Linked DNA regions of Mus musculus: region 1 is linked to region 2. A link is a contact called in public HiChIP or PLAC-seq data. All regions are on one chromosome and are shown on one strand. The core of a region is the stretch at or near the end of the contact, and the rest is flanking DNA. Distances in the headings are between cores, read along the strand shown. Region 1 overlaps Disp1 (dispatched RND transporter family member 1). Region 2 has its middle 32 kb from the start of Tlr5.

Region 1 (5,714 bases), core at 2,532-5,031, 170 kb after region 2:
CCCACAATCCCTTTCTTTGTAAAGCATATCGACAACCACAGATCTTCCATGAAGCCTGCTCTGATTGCCTGAAGCAGAGATCCTGTTGGCCTGCTCTAAGTCACGTGACCCTGATAGCTCTTACACCACTTTGCCAATTTTAAACTTTTTTTTAAAAAGAAAATCAGGGCCATTTATATCTCCTGCTTTCTTGATCTACATTTAAAGGCAAAGGCTCGATTCTCTTTAGGCCTCTGAGGGACATATATAAAGCACATGTACTTTATATATGTACTAAGTTAATATTTCACTTTACAAATGTTGACTGAACGAGTCACAGTTCACAATTTGTTACTATGACATGTATTGCATTCTTACTATGCAGAGTGTAGCGTTGAAATACAGTTTGCAAATGAAATTCAGTATACAAAATCTATTTTCCTGCTGACTTATATGGGCCCTAGGGACCATTCCTACCACAGCTGTACGAAAGAAACAACAGTCAAGATTCAATTCATGTCGAGTCTGAGTACCAAGGAAGTCTGGCTACTCACCTTCTCTCGGAACCAGTAGCAGTCATTTCAAAAATAATATGCAAGCTCATTCAAAGACAGGTTTTCAACTCTCACTTGTTTTTTGTCATAGGATTTTCCTAGGCACTAACAGAGGTATTTTTAAACAACAACAACAACAACAAAAATAATAATCTTTCTTTCCTCCACAGTGAGCCATTAAAGGCCTGTAGACTTTCTACTTAATCTCTGGCTAATCTTATTGTAGTAGATCTCATCTCTGTAATAAAGCATCATAAAAATTAACGAATGGAGGAAATCTTGGGGTTTAGCTCATATAGCCTTTGTTTGACTAGATGAAGAATTAGAAAATCATATATATCTTATCAATATTACAAGAAGCATTTGGTTATCCAGAATGGAATGCACTTATTATTGACTGATTAGCTATCGAACATCTTAAAGAGACCAGAAAGTGGAATGTATACTTTAGAAGAAAAGGCCCGCGCATCGGTGGGTCTCAGGGATGGAGTGGTCGGCATTCTCTGCAGACTACACAGCAGTTCTAATCTCCCTTAACCTAACCAAAAGAAACTACTATTAAATCCTCGAGTATCGGGAGGAGAGGGCAGTAGGCTCAGGAGTTCAAACTCACCCTCCACCACACATAAAGCTCAATGCCAGCTTCTCTCAAAACAACAAAGGGAAAAGTCAAACAGGCCCTGCCTTTGAAAATGTGAAAGTTAATACAAGGTCAGTTTATTACAGTTCCACATTTGTCTGCAAGGAGAGCTTTCTTGACATGAAAAAAGTGTTAAATTTCAGAGGAGAGAAACCTCTGATTTTATTTTATTTATATATACATATACATATATCCAAAGCATTTCAGGCATTACAAAGTAACAAGTCTGCAGACAGATGACCTAAGAATATAATCTTGAGATACACAAGGATTTAAAAACAAAGCTTAATATTAACAGCTCTGGGCAGCTTCCAAAATATTTCTGGTTTGCAATATAGGATTTCAAAATGTGATATTATACTTTTACAATAGAAGTTCTTGGCAGGAAATCTCCTGCTAAAATGAAGAACAATATATCTTGACTTTAATCTAATTAGAACATTCTCTTAAGGGTTTCAGTTGTATCTTGTTACAAAGCTCTCCACTGAATATAAATGAAAGCAGTGTGCGCCGAGTGCAGATTCTGCCAACAAACTGAACTCTTCCGTAATGCGGATGCTGTGTGTCCATGAGGAGAGTTACACTTGCCTTCTTCACAGCATGAAGAAAAGAAGTGTGCAAGCTCATCTTCTAAAGGTTAGGTATTATAGGAAACTCCGTGTCATCTGAATACATGACTAATACACACACATCATCTTCTTTGATATAAAACGAAATTGTACAGAAGCGTATATAAAACTCAAATCCTCTTTCATCTTTCTTTCTATTTATACTTTTATAGTGTTTATTCTTGTACATTTGTATGTTATAATGTTTTTGGCAAAGAAAGAACCTGAAACCACCCAAACTCTAAAGCTGAAGACACTGGCAGTAGGTATTTCACGAATGAGGGGGAAGCTGCTTCAGATGTTGAAAACACATACATTAACAATTCAAACGTTCAAACAGTTCAAAATTGTGAAAATCACCCTCAATCTTGCTTCAGACATTTGTTTATAAGATAAAATTCTGTGAGATGGCTATAAAAAGATAAGAAATAAGGTTAGATAAGAAATAAAAAAGATAAATAAATGAGCAAGGGAGTAAGGGTTTTATTTATGTCAGAATTAAAGATTATGAAAAAACACAAGATATCCTGGAAGGGCAGTGTTGTCAGACTTAAAATTCGGGCTTGGCTGAAAGCAAACATTGATGTAAATGGACTGCACTGGCAACCAGGCTTGGACCCTGGACAGTTCAAAGGGCCCTGAATCCTTAAGGGCATGGCAGAGTCCACTCAGCAGAGCCACTTAAAACCCTGAAATGGTGTGAGTCTGCTGGCTCACACTGCTGGCCTGTCTCCCCGTCTCCCTAGTTACTCAGAGGACTAAGGCAGCAGGATCAGTGAAGTTCAGGAATTCAAAACTACTTTGTGTAAGAAAGCAATACCCCACCCCCATCTCAAAAAGAAAAACAAAATCACAATATGGAAACAAAAACCATCTCGATGTGCCATCCACCGCAGGGAAGCAGCTGTGGCCTCAGTCACTGGAAGTGACTCCATACTGAAACCCTCAGCAGGGCCTAGCTGCCTACAGTCACTCACAGTGGCAGAATTATGTTTCTCCTGAGGAGCCAGCAGTGACAGCTCCAGCTCCAGCGTTGGGAAGTGTGACTGTGACAAGGTGCTGTCCCAACCCCGCTGGGGTAACTTACCAAAGTCTGGGGCCAGGCAGAGCCTGCAGAAGGCATCTCAACCACTTCAGGAGAGAAAACAGGGCTCCTTGTTAACACATTCAGGTCCTACTCACATAACCTAGTTGGCAGTTCTAATGCCAGTGTGGGAGGAAACTCTTTCATGCGTGTAAACTCCTCAGTTACAAAACTCACACCTTAATCTTACCATGAAAATGGCCTGACATGCAGAGCAAAGCATTGGTTTAGGCACTGAATTGGTGAAGAAATGACAAAGAAGAGAGGCACCCAGACACTTTGAGTACAAAGCATAACAACAAAAACCAAGCTTACACCATTTTTAAGCTGTGTGGGCGGGTGGATGGGGTGTAGAAAACAATGTGTGGGAGTCAGTTCTCCTTCAACTATGGGGTCCTGGAGATCAAACTCGGGTATCAGGCTTGCTAGCAAGCACCTTATCTGCAGAGCATTCTCTTCAGTCCTTACACAGTTACTCATCTCGAGAAAAGTACTGCATTTCCTAGGTAGGGCACTGCATTGAAGTTCCAAGTTAAGTTGTCAACAGGGTACTGCCAAGATGACTTTTGCCTTAAAACAAAACAGCAATTCATCCAGAAGAAAGATTCATACTACAATATTAGTATTAGTACTCGTACTTTGCAAAGGCCTGTCATTGCCAGTACCTTACACAACAGGGAAATAAAGGATATAAAAATAGCTCTGAGGAGCCACAGAAATGAAGCTAGCAAGCTCTGCTTTGTTCCTAAGTTAAGGCGTGAGCTTTGTCGAGCTGCTAGTTAGTTATCTCAGTTGCTCTGCTGGTTAGTTACCTCAGTGTCCAAGGCTCCCTACGAGCTCCACTTAGTGGTCTACAGTCTCATTCCCTCAGGATGCCTCAGCGAGGAACATGATGCACCCCCCTCCCACCCCTGTGGGACCTTAGGCAATGTAATCCTCCCTCCTTCCTCTGCCAAGTGTGATGCCTTGGAATTCACATCCACACCCTGCTGGCTTTGCTGGGAGTCAGACCAGCACCAAGAATCAGGCTCAGACCTTTCCTATGGAGAAGTGCAAGCCTCAAACTTCTTACGTAGAATTAAAACACACTTCTTACTTTCACTGAAGAATTTTAACTTTGGAGGTCATCAAGATGGCTTAACAAGCCAGAAGGCCCAGCTTGGACCTCTGAAACTCCAGGAAGAAGGAGAGAAAAAGTTACTGAAAGCCCCTCAGACCTACACATACTCTGGATGTACATGTATAGACACATGCACTATGCACACACACACGCACACATGCACACACACACTGGATATGTACAAAAATGCAGACAACACATGCAGATACAAAAACATGCAAATACACACACACACACACACACACACTAACTAGTACATGGTACATATACAAATGCAGACACACACATTCACAGACAACAAATCTTTTAAAAAAATTAGAGAATTGTTAAGTATTGGAAGTAATTGTCTTTCTGTGTTAGCTGTTCATCATTTTAACAATACATGGGATGATTTAATCAATGGCATTAGCTTCCTGTCCTTTTAACAAATACCTGAGAAACCAAGCAGAGACCAAGAATACAGAGAGAATGGACTTATTTGGCAAGGGTTTCAAGGTTCGATAGGTCAACTGGTCCCACTGCTTTTGGGCCTGTGGTTAAACACAAAATCACTCACCCTATGGCTAGGGAGTAAAAGAAAGGAAAGGGCCTAGATCCCTTTTTAGGATTCCCCTTAGTTCAGAATGAACTATGAACCTGCCACTAGAATCCACTCTTAAAGTTCTACTTCCTCTCATTGGCCAAGCTAAAGACATCTATAGTCACTGTAGACAACTGGGAAAACCAACTTAGAAGCAGCACCCAAGATAACTGGAGCTTTCTCAGGGGTGAATGAATGAACTCAGTCTTTGTTACTATGTTCTTAATGACTTTGTGTCTCTTGAGACTGTTAAAAAATTGAGTTTTATAGGGCTGCTCATCACATTTCTAGATCTGAGCTGACTGGTCCCACAGTGACAAATGAGTGCCTTTTCCTTTTTTTAATTAAAGAAAAATTTTGTATGCATGCACATGTATGTGTGTGCATATATGTATGTATGTGTGTATGTATATGTATGGTGCATGATGTATGTATGTGTGTATAAACACACCAGGACATGCACACTGCAGGAGTGAGAGAACAACCTGCAGGAATCAACCTGCAGGAGACTTTCACTATGTGGAGCTTGGGGATTGAACTGGGATCGTGACTTAGTGACAAGCACCTCTACCCACTGTGCCATCTAGTCAGCCTGCCTATGCCCTTTCCAAGAGAGTGAGTGAGTGAAAGAAAGTCACAGCGCACTGAAACAGGAAGTAGGCCCATCCCAGGGTCTGTGTCGTCCTCTTTCTGAAGCAGATATGCTAGAGAAAGCAAATGTTCCACTAACAATAACGTACAGATTTTACAGGTCATAGGAATGGTTTTTCAAAAGGGTAAAATTAACATCTCTTTGGTATGTTTTAAAAGCATATAGTCATATATATGTTTATTTCTGGATTCTGGAAGTTGAAAAGTTCACCTGAGCATTTACACAAGTCTGCCTAAAAGTTTTTAGTTTTTAAAAGTTCCTTCTGAAAACTTACATCTTAAACCTGTTTAGAAAGGTTCTTTGGAGCAACTCCCGTCTATGTTGTCTGGAAGTCAGCAGTTCAGTTCACAGGTCAGCAGCGGCAGCTCCATCCACTCACAAACACTTTACGGATATACCAGAAGTACAGTTCAGGAGGCATGTCAGGAGAAGCTTTCTTCTGTGCCTCTCTCAGTGAAACAAAGATCAGAGAAAATGCGAGACCAACAGCATTGCAC
Region 2 (5,491 bases), core at 822-3,321:
ATGGGCACGGATGGGTAGGTAGATAGATGGCATGGTAGGTAGATGAATTGGATGGATAGATAGATGGGTGGGTGGATGGATGATGGGGTGGGTGGATGGGGTGGTAGGTGGATGGGTAGATGGATAGATGGGCAGATGGATGGATAGATGGACAGATGATGGGTGGATAGATGGGATGGTGGGTAAATGGATGAGTAGGTAGATGGATGGAGTGGTAGATTGGATGGATGGATGGATGGATGGATGGATGGATGGATGGATGGATGGATGGTGGATAGATGGGTGAAGTGGGTGGGTGGGTAGATGGATGGATGGGTGGCTGTGTGGATGGACGGATGGATGGATGGATGGTGGATGGATGGATGGATGGATGGTGGATAGATGGGTGAGGTGGGTGGGTGGGTAGATGGATGGATGGATGTGTGGATGGATGGGTGGGTAGATGGATGGATGGATGGATGGATGGATGGATGGATGGGTGTGTGGATGGATGGGTGGGTGGATGGATGGATGGATGGATGGGTGGGTGGGTGGGTGGGTGGATGGATGGATGGATGGGTGGATGGATGGGTAGATGATGGGTAGGTGGATGGATGGATGGATGGATGGGTGGATGGGTGGATGGGTGGATGATGGGTAGGTGGATGGGTGGCTGTGTGGATGGACGGATGGATGGATGGATGGATGGATGGGTGGATGGGTGGATGATGGGTAGGTGGATGGATGGACAGATGGATGGATGGATGTGTGGATGGATGGGTGGGTGGATGGATGGGTGAGTGGATGATGGGTAGGTGGATGGTCATTGCCAAGTACAGCATGGAAATCCCATAAGGGAAGGCCAGGGAAATGTCCTACCGACCTTAGCTATGGGGATGTCACTGGTCAACTCAGAGCAATGAGAGAAACTGTGTGCAGTGTGAGAGTGGGCAACAGATGTAGCCAGAAGGGCAGACGATCTCCCCACAGCAAGCAGTTTTGACTGTAGGTCAAGTGATATTGGAGGCTTAGGAGGGAGATTTGAGTGAAGAGGTGGTTTGGGGTCTGAGATAAAAGCATGTTAAGATGGCCAAGTAGAGTGGAGAGGGCTGAGGGGTCAGGAGACAGAGGAGGTCCTTGGTCAGGAGTAGATAAGAAAACGGGTGTAGTTGGAAGGAGCCCGGCCCTAATCCAGGAGGGAGCTAAGGGAACCTCACACGAATGTCAGGCCCATGTCCATAGACAAGGTCATATGGATTATTTCTAACTTGAAACAAAAGCAAAGACACAAGTCTTCCCAGAGCTGACCACTGCCTCACTGCTGAGAAACACATCTATGCTGTTTGCTATAGCGCTCTAACCCATGTTTCTTCCAGCACAGAGCAGACGCCTGCGCCTGAGCAAAAGCACATTTTATGTGTTGCCTCACGCTTTACGATACTGGAGATTGAGTGTAGCATCTCTTTCACGCCAGACAAGCACTCTAACCTTGAGCTACAACCCAGCTTCTCTTTAAAAAGCCTGTTGAGCTAGCATCTCCTCAAACTGCCCAGGCTGGCCTTGAACTCACAACTCTCCCGCCTCAGCTTCCCTGTTTGCTGGCTTTACAGACCTGAGTTTCATTTGTTTTTAATAAACTTTCTCCATCAGCTACGTGTGTGTGTGTGTGTGTGTGTGTGTGTGTGTGTGTGTGTGTGTGTGTGACACGTATAAAAGTCCATCTTGTTTATAGTTTCAGTTGGGAAAATTAAATCCTCCAGATCTGTAATGGAAAGAAACGGTCACTTATTGTAAGAACCCTCTGAGGAGGGGAACAGCCCGTGGATCACACGTCCATGTGTTTATCAGGCAGCGACGTAATTGACATTACAGAGAATGCTCTGGAATTCGTTCTCCCCCGGCTCCCTCCTCATTAATTGCACTTGACTTCTTTGGAAAGAAATTTTTCCTTGAAGTGTTCCATCGTCTGACTCAGGCTTGGAGCGACTCTTTGGGGTGAGGGAAAAAACTAAGCTAAAATTGCTTCAACGGTCTCTGACTGATGGGATGTTGGAAAACACATGCACACGCCCCTTCCTCCCCAATTTTAAAGAGAAGGAAGAAGAAACGCGGATCTATTTTTACACCCACGTTAAGTCACCAGCCGTGGAGCTATAAACCCCAAACTTGGCGAGGCTGGAGCTGACATCTTTGAAGAGGTAAACCCAGCTGGCTGGAAAGAAAATGGCCACAGCCATTACAAAAGTTGAAAAACCCTACATCCGAGCCTACAGAGAGAAAGCTTTCCTACCCAGAACTTGAGCAAAGCTCCTTAGAGGAGCCAGGCTCAGAAGCTTCAGGGGTGTTGCCAGATAGATGCTGGTTCCGTCCATCAAAAACAACCCAGGAGAAGCCGGAAGCGAGGCAACTCTTAGGCGGTTACAGCCAGAATGGAAAAGCACACACTCCCACGCCTGCCTGCGCATTAAAGACCCAGGCTCCTACTGGAGCATGGACTCTGGAAACAATAGCGGGTGATGTTTCTGGGCCCACAGACATTTTACATCAGCATTTGAAGGCACGCACAGTGCAACCCCAGTCTGACTTATGGGAGGCGTGGGTGGCAAACCCAAGGAAAGAATGAAAGGGCCGGGGGATTTAATTCCCCAAATGTACCCAGAAGCTCTAACAGCACAGATCTCTCCTTTAACACCTCGGATATAATCAAGGACAAACTCTGATGTCGGTCCTGACAAGAAAAAGATGGACTTGACCAGATTAATCTGCAATGTGTCTGCCCTACTCCGTACGCAACACAAGAGATCTCGCGCATATGTGAGTTTAGGGTGTGATAGCCCCAGAGGAAAGAACGCACCAGAAAGTCCGTAAAATATGGGTGCTGAGATCAGTGGCCCCAAGTAACCACTGTTGGAGCTGGTCGCCTCTCCAGCACTCAGTTTCTTCTTGCCAGGGCTGTTGTGATGCCTATTGTAAAGTATGTGCTTAGTCAGTGGGAGAGCTGCACGTAGCCAGACTACTCGGGTCTCAGTTTTCTAGTGTGTAAAATGGGGATGAGAGCTGGGAGCGGACCTCAGTTGGTAGGGTGCTTGCCTAGCATACGGGAACCCCTAGGTTTGATCCCAGCACCACATAAACCATGTATGATGGCCCGTATCTATAATCCCAGTCCACAGGAAATGGAGGCCAGTTCAAGGTCACTCTTGGCTATATAGCAAGTTCAAGGGCAGCCTGTGCTATGTGAGACTCTGTCTTGGCGTTTTGAGAGAGGGAGGGGGGAGCGGAAGGAGAGGGGGAGGGAGATAGAGAGCACGAGGTTCCAGGCATTCTTTTCCAGGACCTTTCTTTCCCAGCACGAGTGATCAACTAATAAATACACAACAGAGTTTGTAAACTGTGAAGTAACAGGAAAAATATTGGTTTGCTTCGTGAATATGTAGAACATAGTATCCCCGACTTCGTGAGTACGTGTTGTGTTGGTTGCTAGCCAATGGCGCATGCGCACTGAGATCGGGTTGTCTCCAAATCATAGCAGGGCTCTTACCCTGTGGGTAGAACACGAGCGCTGACAAAGATTCTCGCTTCTTCTCCAGCCACCGGACCCTGTACTCCATGGGGACAAGCTCTGGGTTCCCTCTCTGCCTTGTAGAATCCAGTCTGTGCAACATCTTGTTACATCAGCTTGGAGCTCTCCCCCAGTCCCTGCTTGAGACTCCTTCTGTTGAAGCTCATTTTCAGCAAGAATCCTACCCAGTCATTCTGACAGACTCTCCTCAAGCTGATGAGCCCTGATTATAGCATCCCATTCACTGACAGCTCCCTGCTCTGAGCCGTAAACCCCACTTCTCCTTGTTGGAGTCCCTGAAAGCTTCGTCCCTTACCTGACATGATGACGGTCCCCAAGGAATACAGACTGTCCCATCCTAAACAAGGATCACAAGCCACTCTATCCTTTAACCAAACACCAAGAGTCACAGAGCCCTCTCAGGCCATTGCTACCGGCAGCAACAAACCTCCTGTAACACGGGAAATAACAGTGTCATTACGGGGTTTTGAGCCCACGGCTGACATCTCTTTCTTGGTATCCAGGAACTCACACAACTTGGTTCCTGGAACAGGCTCAAACAGGGTTCTTCTCTATCTGCCCCCACCCCCAATTGCCCTTCCCTGCTTGGAAAGTTTCTCTGCTCCCAGCCCTCTCCCTGGTGCCTCCACCCTGACATGGCCCCTCTCCAGCCCCACACTCCCAACCTTTCAAAGCTTCCCCTCTTCTGAAGGGACCATTTGTCTCCCAGCAAGGTGCTGGCTCCAAGGCTGTGTCATAGGATCTAGATTAGGGACTCACTGTTGTCCAAAATGTCGCCATCCATCTCAGGCACCATGTGGTCAGGCGTTGCTATCATCTGCCTTGAGCAGGATTTATTATGTGGGAAGAGACTCTCCAGCAAAGTCCATCTTTGGTGTCTGAACAGCCCCTCCATATTTAATAGCCTGGCTGAGATCAGACCGTGGGGCCCAGTGTTTCAATCCTTTCCAAGGGCCTGGATCAAAAAGGACATTTGGAACCTCCTAGTAACTTCCAGATCCTCAGGGGTGTGGCCAGTGTTTCGGGGGAGGATGGGATGTGAAGGGTCTTAGAGAGGAGCCTCTCCAAAGTTGGGGGGAAAATGTCCGTGAGTTCTTCCTACTTCTTACGCTCTGGCCACTCAGCTCATGTTTGGGGCGGGGGTCACTCAGCCAGTGTTTAAAGGGTGGAAGGAGGTAAGGAGGGACTGGGAAGCTACCATTTGGCTCTGAACTATCCCCTCAATCCCTTGTGCAGTGGCCAGACATGGTGCTACACACTTTTAATTAGCACCTGGGAGGCAGGCACAGATTCCTAAGAGTTCAAAGGTCAGCAAGTTCTAGATCAACAAGGGCTACTTAGTAGAACCCTTTCTCAAAACAAACACAAGCCCCATGGCAGTGGTGGCGCACGCCTTTAATCCCAGCACTTGGGAGGCAGAGGCAGGCGGATTTCTGAGTTTCAAGCCAGCCTGGTCTACAGAGTGAGTTCCAGGACAGCCAGGTCTACACAGCAAAAGCCTATGTGTTGAAGGCTTGGCCAAAAGCCCATGGTGATACTAAAAGCTGATGGAACCTCTGGAGGTGGGGGTAGCAAGGGGAAGTTAAGCCATTGAGGAACACCCCTGTGGTGGGGTGGGGGGTTGAAGACACTTAGTTCTTCACCCCTGTTCTCTGGATTTTTTTGTTTTGTTGTTGCTGTTTTGCTTTGTTTTGTTTTGTTTTGTTTTTGTCACATGCTGCCACCACTTTGTAGCCTAAAGCAACAGGCAAAGGTAAGCAAGGACTGAGACCATGGAGACAGTGCAAGGAAACAAACCTTTCCTCTTTATAACTTGGTACTCAAGTATTTAGTCACAGTGGCAGGGCTCTGACTACTACAGTTTCCAACACTGAGCTAAGGCTGTCATGAAGGCACGACCTTCCTGCTGTCTCAGCTCACAGGCGCGCT

Evidence for each region. HiChIP or PLAC-seq counts read pairs in DNA pulled down with a chosen protein or histone mark.
Region 1: an H3K27ac HiChIP or PLAC-seq map of heart atrium shows a contact between it and region 2, with 6 times the contacts expected there. The contact joins two enhancer-like sites. A contact is called at or near these places in 1 of 15 datasets of contacts at CTCF or cohesin (the NIH/3T3 cell line), 2 of 484 Hi-C or Micro-C datasets (embryonic fibroblasts and nephron progenitors), 3 of 115 datasets of contacts at active chromatin or transcription factors (astrocytes, embryonic basal ganglia and heart atrium) and 2 of 9 other capture datasets (adipose tissue and liver).

Annotation. Positions count from the first base shown.
Region 1 is chr1:183,152,015-183,157,728 of GRCm38.p6, forward strand. The region is part of intron 3 of Disp1 (dispatched RND transporter family member 1); the gene reads right to left. Among named protein-coding and RNA genes, the nearest start is that of Disp1, 67 kb to the right of the region's middle. Within about 2 kb of position 3,782, at least 65 of the 459 cell types and tissues checked have an H3K27ac peak or open chromatin away from gene starts, as enhancers often do. A contact at or near this core is called in adipose tissue and heart atrium, where this site is marked.
Region 2 is chr1:182,984,535-182,990,025 of GRCm38.p6, forward strand. No RefSeq gene overlaps it. Among named protein-coding and RNA genes, the nearest start is that of Tlr5, 32 kb to the left of the region's middle. Within about 2 kb of position 2,072, at least 24 of the 459 cell types and tissues checked have an H3K27ac peak or open chromatin away from gene starts, as enhancers often do. A contact at or near this core is called in adipose tissue and heart atrium, where this site is marked.